Regions from separate parts of the Macaca mulatta genome. Here region 1 is linked to region 2. The links are chromatin contacts, called in public Hi-C maps. All regions are on one chromosome and are shown on one strand. Each heading gives the region's core, a stretch centred on a gene start, on an enhancer-like site or on the middle of the called end of the contact. The rest is flanking DNA. Distances are from core to core; before and after follow the strand shown.

Region 1 (4,253 bases), core at 1,144-3,643, 34 kb before region 2:
GGAGGAGGAGGGCAAGGCCTCGGCTGGGGACAGAGGCTGGGGACAGGGCTGGGGACAGGGCCGAGTCACCAGGAGCAAGGAGGGGGCAGAGCCTAAGCCCTGGTTGGAGGCTGGGGCGACGCCTGAGCGCTGGGATAAAGAGCCGCCTATACTTAGGAGCCAGGCTCATTCTGCGCCTGGGCTGGGCAGAGGGGCTGCGCATGGGCTCCGACGGCGGGGGTCTTGGCAAGGCGGGCGAAGGATATATGTGGAGCAGCTTGGCCGCCAGCTGAGAGGAGGGGATGTACCAGGGGTGCATCATGAGGAACATGCGCACCAGCTGCGGGTCCCGTACCTTCCCGGAGTCATCTGATTCCGAAGGGTCAAAGACAGGCGGCTGAGCTGGGTCCGCAGCGACCATGCCTCACCCCCACCCCGCAGCCCGCTGGGTATCGGCCCTTCGGGTGCATGCTCGACCCCGCCCACCTCCTGCTTGCCCAGGACTCCGAGAGCAGGAGGCTAATTAGAGAGGAAAGGTGGGGTGGGCGAGGGATAGGCAGGCCCTGAGGACTGGAGGAGAGGAGCGCCCGAGCCGCCCATCGTCCGGAGGGGAACCAGCTGGGGCGGAAGGAGCCTGGGTTCCCAGGGGTCAAGAATCCAGAGGTCATTTCCTGAGCGCTTGGGGGAAGGGGCACCCCTTCACCAGATAAGCCGCCCCCCATTAGCCGGAAACAGCTCCCAGGCCGGAGATAGAGAGTTCCTCCGGATTCCCCAGGAGACAGATAATGCCCCTCAAGTGTCAGAGTCAGGGACCCGGCTCTCCCTTCGCCGCCGCTGGCGAAGGCTAGAGAAGGGAAACCTCATCTGTCTGAAGGGCGTGCATCTCTTTGCCCTGCGATGCAGAGGAGGCTTTAGTTAAAGAGACTGCACGCTGCGGAGCTGGGTGGGTCCGGTCCAGGGCTGTGCCCTGGATGGTGCCTGGGAGGCAGGGACCCGGGCTCAGACTCGGGGCTGGGCTCAGGCTCCGTGTGCCCTCCCGAGCCACTCACCGAAGGCTTCGATGCACCCGCGGAGCAGCTCCTCCACCGTGCAGCCCTTGTCCAGGTCCAGAGTGCCCGCCATGGCCGCCGGCGCGGGGTGGGCTGGGCTCAGACTGCGCTCCGGGAGCCTCCCACCGGTCTCGGACCGAACCCCTGTCCCGGGAGAGGCAGATCGGGAGTCTGCGGAGGCGCGGGAGGGGGAACGGCCCCGCGGGCAGAAACGGGGCGGGGCGGGCACGCCCCCTGCTGGGCAGGGGCGGAGTTGTCCGCCCGCGGCCACTCCCGGGGTTAAACGGTCTGGCCCGGGATGGTGCAACCCGCCAGTTGGGAAATGGACCCGCGGACAGGCTTCCGGCCCACCCTCGGAGTCGCGGGAGGGCCGAGGGGCTTCATGAGGACGGGGGAGCCAGGATCCCAGGACTGGCTGGCGCCCAGGCCCCCGCAGGCCCCCTTCTCCTCGCGTCCTCTCCCCAGAGGCACCTGCAGCACCCCGCAGCTCGGCTCTGCGCCCCTCCCGCTTCCCTCCCTCCACAGCCTCCCTTCCCCCGCAGGGTTATTTTGGGAACCCGGAGCCTGAGGGGACCTCGGAGGAATTTCTCCCTGGTATGGGAGGAGGGAGGAGAGAACCCAGGCGTCCTGCCCGCCTCCCCTCTTCCCGAGAGCCCGGGAAGGCGAGGCGGGGCTGCGGCAGCCCCCAGGGGCCTGCCCTAGGGGAGGCGGACTAGATGGGAGAGGAACATTCCTGGGGCGGGGGGAGACCGCTGCGGCCCGGAGGCGTCAACGGGAAGCCTGAGCATGGGAACGGAGCGCTTCCAGGCCACCTCCGCAAAGATCCCAGGGGTCACGGCTCAGCTCGTCCACAGGCCCTCTTCCTCCCTATCCCCGGCTCCTGACCCCGGCCCTGGCCCCGCACAGGCGAACTGTGAGCGCGCACGGAGCAGGGCGTCCAGAGGAGGGCGCTCGAGCCGGGGGTGGCCGGTGGGTGCATGACACCATTAGCAACTCCGGTCACTGGTCATACGCACCCTGGCAGGGGCAAACACTCCACACCCAAGTTATTCGTCGGAGGCCGGGGACCTACATGGAGGTGCAGGCGCCCGCACTTACACGCACCGGGCCACAGGCACCAGCCTCCCATCCTCCGTCTCTCACACACAATGGTACCCACACCCCGTGCACACCTGCACGAAGGAACCCTCAGGCACACATACCCGGTTCGTCTACCCCAGAATGCAAACCCGTGGACGAGGTCGCCTCCTGGACCTGCTGTTCACTTGAGCCAGGCCAGCCTCGAGTCCCGCGGCCACACAGGCGCTGACATCCTCACACGTGTGCACACACGCAAGGCAGTGCTTCTCCACGCATGTACACTCCCACACACATGCACACACCCCCATGGGTGCGCACGCCCATTCCATCGCCCCCCTCCCATCTGCGATGCAGGGCCCGCCCTGCGGTCCCAGCGCCCTGATTCCCTTCACTCCCAGATTTTGGCAGAGCCTTGCCCCACGGAAAGGTACCCTGACCCTACACATACTCACTCCCCCAGGCTGGAGGACGGAAGAGCTCCTGTACAGAGTTCTCAGGCGGACTTTTCCTAGAAGCCACCCAGAGCCGTCCCCGCCTGGCTCTGCCGCCTCCTCGTGTGACCTTGAGAATCACTTGGCCTCTCGGAGCCTCAATTTTCGCATCTGTCAAATGGGGGTTCGCGGGGGAGGGCCCCGATGGACCGTGGCTAGGAAAAGCCAGATGCGCAGGGGAGGTCCTCCGCCCTCTGGGGATCCAGGGCGCCTTAGCTCTCGTGGCCGCTGCCCCCTCTCCCCGACCCGGGTCGCAGACTCCCCACCCGCCCGCCGACCCCAGCCCGCCCGCGCCACCCTGGGGGGGTCCCTGGGGGCTGTGCCCTCTTCTGCCTAGCGCCCGGCGCGCGCTCGCTCGCTCACTCACTCTTGGGACCTGCCGCAAGGAGCCCACACCGGCCCGGCCGGCCCCACCTCCGTGCGCTTCCGCCCGCCGGCCTCGCTGCGGCTGCGGCTCCCGCCCGCTCTCCGCGCCGCGGCCCCGCTCCCCGCCGCCCCGCCCCCGCCCCCGCGCCGGGCCGCCCCCTCGCCCCTCCGCCCCTGCGCCGGGCTCCGCACCGCCGGCTGCGCCACCCCCACCGGGGGCTCCCTCTCGCCCCGCACGCGGCGGTCCCTGCGGCAGCTTAACCCCTCCCCTGCCGCGCCGCCCGGGAGGCCAGGGCCGCGGGTGGGGGGCTGCGCCATTGGCTGCCCCGAGGGTGGGCGAGCGCAGGCCCCGCCGCCCGGGACGCGGAGGGGGGACCGAAACGAAGAGCCCCTCCCCCAACCCCGGACGCCCCAGTGCCCCCCGCCCTGCCTGGGTGTCGGGCGGAGGAAGCCGGGAGGGGCAGGAAGCGGACTGCGGTGGGGAAGGGGCGCCCCGCCCAGCCCCCAGCCCGGGTTCCTGTTTTCGAGACAAACCGTTCCCACGGGGCTAACCCGGCCCGGGACCGGGCGTCTTCCTGCAGGCAGCGGGAGGCACAGGCCTAGTGGAGGTCGGGGGCGTGGGGACAGCGGGTCCTTGAGATAGTCTGGGGGAGGGGCTAGGACAAGATGGGAATATTTTGGGGAGAAGGGCCTGTGGGGAGCGAGGAATGAAATTGTGGCTACCTGGAGACGTGGCCTTGATGTCTAGGCATGGGGGCGGGGGGCCCAGTTCACACAGGAGGAACGGAGCCCCGGAAGCCTGGCTTCCCACAGGGCCGAATGGAAAGGGGCAGCCGCATGTGTCGGTGGGTTCTCCGCAGCTTGGAGACTGGGGGCCTGGATGCCTGGCCAGCAGGGAGGAACTTGGGAGAGGCAGCCGCAGGCGGTTGGGGTCCCCACTAGCCGGGCCTAGGAGAGCGGGTAACGGTTTCCGGCCATTTGGCTTCACACACTCACTGTGAAACCACCGACCCCAAACCTCCCTTCCGAGGCGTGCCCCTCCCAGCCTCGGGGCGGGGGAACCAGGACCGCCCCCGCACCTCACTCTTGATAATGTAAGACCTAGAAACAGGCCCTTTCTATTCCTTAGTTTCCCCATAATGAGGGGGTGACATGGCCTAGCCTAGGCAGTATGCGAGTGTTCCCTGCCCTACCACTCCCCCGACTTTGGATCGAGTGCAGCCACCTGCTAAGAGACCCTTAAACGCCGCAGTAGGGCGGGGCTAAGGGCGGAGCCAAGAAGGCGCCG
Region 2 (4,260 bases), core at 645-3,144:
TTAACATTTCACCTTCTTTTGTCTAGAGAAACTGTCAAATATGTAAACATGGTAATCTTAATGTATACGACTGCAGAGAGTGTTAGATATATACTACATCAACCATGAGTGCTCTGAAATCCCCAGGGGAGACACAAATACATTGAAGAATCATAGGTTTGTAAAGCAGCCCTGATGGGACTGGGGGCTCCGCCCACCTCCACTCCCCTCACCAGTCACTTAAGAGGCAGGAGGAGAGCTAAACCTAGTTATACCCTACCGAGTGGGAAAAGCCCAATTCTTCAACAAGATCACTTTTGTCTTCGTAAGTTTGGCCAAGATCAGCATTCAATTTTCCTGGCCAGTTGGACACTCAGAGTCTGAACTTTTAAAAGGATCTATCAAAAATTCAACAAACAACAACCTATACAATAGCAGCCAAGTTGTCCTTCCCCCATACACAGGCAGAAACTCCCTACGTTTAGCACAAGAGTCCTTCTATTTCCCAGGCGATACACGATCAGAAGGAAAAACTTTTTAAAACAAAGTGACAGGAGAGCCGGTCAGACTGAGATCTAAGGATACTGAACGGAGATTAAAAAACTAGAGTTCTCTCCCCAAAAGAGACCAAAAACGATCAGACCCAACCATCACCTGAAGCATGCCAACCTCTCCCGGATGAAAACCCTGCCTTGCTATACAAGCAGAGCAGCTATCCTTGGTATGGTTCCCATTCTGGCTCAAGACCAGAAAGGAGCCGCCGCACATCATCAGGTGAGGCTTTCACGCCCTGCTGGCATTCACAACCAGCACCCCGTCCAGTGCTGAACATCAGCGGACTGAAGGGCAATAGGGGGCCCCGAGTCTATAGAACTGCGCCGCACAGCCCAACCACCTCACTGCGTCTGCGCACAGAGCGCCTCCCGCCCGCCCAACCCTCCCCAACAGCGCGCGTGCGCACTCGAGGCCCTAGAACCAGGCCGCGCGCGCCCCGGGGCGCCTCCGCCCGGGCCTCCCCGTGCGCGCGCGCGCGCGCGCCCCTGCCGCGTGCAGCCGCCGTCGCCGCCGCCGCGCGCCCCTCAGGCGGCCGGGCCCGTCCGCGCGACGCCTCTCGCGCTCTTTCGGCCCGACTCACCTCCTCCGCCGCCGGCCGGGCCCGGCTGCTGGTCCTTACGCGGCGGCTGGGGTGGCGGCGGCTGCGGCGGCGAGACGCGCTGGTAGAGCGGCGGCGGAGGGGGCGGCTGCGGCGGCGGGTACGAGGCGCCGGGGGACGGTGGAGGTGGAGGCGGCGGCGGCTGCTGGGGAGGCGGAGGGGGCGGCGGCGGAGGCGGCGGAGGCAACGCCGCGAAGGGGAAGGCCGCGGTCAGGGCCCCCATCGAGCTCACGGGCGGGGGCGGCGGCGGCCCGGGAGCCAGCAGCCCCGCCCCAGGCCCGGGTGCAGGCGGAGGGCCCGGCTCGAAGCCCCCTTTGGGTCCGGGAAGCGGGGGGAGCCCGGGGGGGCCCAGCTTACCCAACGGCGTGGCGTTCGCTCCGGTCGCCATGGCGCCCCCGGGGACAGGCACCGGCAGCTGCTTTTCGTCGGCGGCGGCTTCTTCGCAAGCCTCCCGGGGGGAGGGGACCCGACTGCGCTGCCGGAGCGCGCGGAGCCCGTCCTTTCACGCGGCGGGCGGCGGCGGCGCGAGACGCACAAAGAGGGAGGAGAAAGGCCGCCGCGGGGGCGGGCCGGGGGCGGCGGGACCGGGGACTGGATTGGGCCGGGCCGAAGCGAAGGGTCGAAATCGGGGGCCTCCGATTGGCGGAGCCTCAGTCCTTCTTGATGAGCGCTGGGATTGGCCGAACCGTTAGGCCAGGCGAGGAAATGGCGGCGGAGTCCGGTGGGCTGGGAGGTGTCGCAGCGCGCACTTCATTTGTTACTGCGTGAACTGAGCTCGGAGTCCAGAAAGGAGGGGATGGGGTGGGGCGAACTCTGTGACGGAGCGTCGACGAGCTCTCTCATTGGCTGCGGCGGTGGAGTCAATCAATTTCGCGTGCGTCGTAGTGTCACGGGATTGGCTGTCGCTGGTTCCAGCTTTTTTCTACTCTCCTCCCTCAGGGGGCAGTTTCTCCGGGATTAAGCGAGAAGTCGCGGCGGAAAAGGCCCAGCCGGAACGAGATTTATGGCGGGGGAATCCTGGAGCATGAAGTGCGCATGCGTATATAGAGCAACACCGCCCTCTCCGCTAGTCTCCCTTCACCATCGACCCTCGGGTCCAGCATGGAAGCCCTAAGTGACGTCAACCTTTGTTCCCATGGTAACGCGGAACCTTGGGGCGGGAGTACGGGAGGGGCTGATGGGCGCCGGAAAACCGGCTCCGTTACGCCGCAGGTAAAGAGACTTCCTGTTTTTTTTAAATCAAAGACCCAAAAAGCTATGAATAGAGAAGACTTACTGAAGGATTAAAAACAGTATTTGAAGTGATGCAACAACAAATTAAATGAAAGATAACAAGGTTGTCAATTCAAAAGTTACAAATACACACTTCTATCGGAATCTTAACGGAGTTCAGAGGATTTAATTAAATGATCTTAAAATCATATAAAACAATAACTACGGCCGGGCGGCGGTGGCTCACGCGTAATCCCAGCACTTTGACAGGCCGAGGCGGGCGGATCACAAGGTCAGGAGTTCGAGACCAGCCTGACGAATATGGTGAAACCCCTTCTCTACTAAAAAATACAAAAATTAGCTGGGCGTGGTGGTGCACGCCTGCAATCCCAGCTACTCGGGAGGCTGAGGCAAGAGAATCACTTGAAGCTGAGAGGCGGAGATTGCAGTGTTCCTAGATCCGGCCACTGTACTTCAGCCTGGGTGACAGAACAAGACTGTCTCAAAAAAAAAATACTACAGTAGTGGGAAAACTTTACAAGATTGAGCAGGAGCTTGCCTTTCCAGATGACAAACATAGTATATAAAACAAAACAGGCCAGTGCGGTGGCTGACACCTGTAATCCCAGCACTTTGGGAGGCCAAGGTGGGTGGATCACCTGAGGTCAGGAGTTCGAGACCAACCTGACCAACACAGTGACAACCCTGTCTCTACTAAAAGTACAAAAATTAGCCCAGCATGGTGGCAGGCGCCTGTAATCCCAGGTTCTCAGGAGGCTGAGGCAGGAGAATTGCTTGAACCCGGGAGGCGGAGGTGCAGTGAGCTGAGATCGCTCCACTGTTCTCCAGCCTGGGCAACAGAATGAGACTCCGTCTCAAAAACAAAAAAACCACAATAATAAAACAATATAATATTGTTGGTAGGAAAGACACATTAGTGCAACAGAATCCGGAAATACCACAAAGGTGGTATTTTATTTCAATCAGGAAAAGATGATTTAGTTGATAAATGGTGTAGAATCTTAAATTTAAACAACAAGACATTTAGAATATAATTTAGGAGACTATATAAGAGTAATCTAGGGTAATCTAGGGATTGAGGGACTGCAAAGACAGGAACCTCAAACTATGAAAAGATATACTTGATTACCCCAAAACTTAACACTGTGATAAAAGTCAACAGACAATGATAGATGAGGAAAAAATATTTGCCATACATGATAAAGAGCCAATATCTATAATATACAAAGAAATCTTAAAAACTAATTAGAAAAAAGGCAGAAACAATAGAAAAGGAACAAAAAATAGGAATGGACATGTCTCAGAAGAATAAATCCAAATAGTCAAGAAACATGAAAGGGTGTACAACCCCTCTGCTGTGGTTTTTTAAAATAAATATAAAAGATGTTGGAACCCCCACAACACTTTAAACCTGGAGAGAGAGGTGGCTGTGATCTCAGCCACATAGGGTTATACTTTTTTCTCAGATAATAAATTAGACCTGCTTATTTTTTTTGTTTTGTACAATTACTGGAGAGAATGAAACACAGGGACAAAAACCTGCTGCCTTCTTAATGACCCTTCTTATAGATTAACTTCGCTTTTGTTGTCCTGCTTTACTTAGACCAGATGACAGCAAACCCATGACTATTACACTCTCTGTAAAAAATGTTAAATGTATGCCTCCCAAAAAGAAACACTACTTAAAACCAAATTATTATTATTATTTTTTTTTTTTGAGACGGTCTCGCTGTTGCCCAGACTGGAGTGCAATGGCACAATCTCGGCTCACTGCAACCTCTGCCTCTGGGGTTCAAGCGATTCTCCCCCGTCAGTTTCCCGAGTAGCTGGGATTACAGCCACCTGCCATCATGCCCAGCTAATTTTTGTATTTTTGTAGAGTTGGGATTTCACCA

What was found. A called contact is a pair of places that touch in the nucleus more often than the background predicts.
Region 1: a contact with region 2 is called in a Hi-C map of blood, with 2.7 times the contacts expected there. The contact joins the promoter of RASGRP2 here to the promoter of SF1 in region 2. A contact is called at or near these places in 4 of 14 Hi-C or Micro-C datasets (CD4 T cells, blood, fetal cortex germinal zone and 1 more).

Annotation. Positions count from the first base shown.
Region 1 is chr14:9,652,682-9,656,934 of T2T-MMU8v2.0, reverse strand. It overlaps RASGRP2 (RAS guanyl releasing protein 2), which reads right to left and starts at 2,393. Exons shown (of 17, transcript NM_001261279.1): 1 at 2,231-2,393; 2 at 1,029-1,172; 3 at 246-348. The coding sequence starts at 1,101. All of the region lies in intron 1 of LOC144334144 (a long non-coding RNA gene), which reads left to right.
Region 2 is chr14:9,617,849-9,622,108 of T2T-MMU8v2.0, reverse strand. SF1 (splicing factor 1) reads right to left here and starts at 1,894. Exons shown (of 13, transcript XM_077962337.1): 1 at 1,490-1,894; 2 at 1,115-1,274. All of the region lies in intron 1 of LOC144334144 (a long non-coding RNA gene), which reads left to right.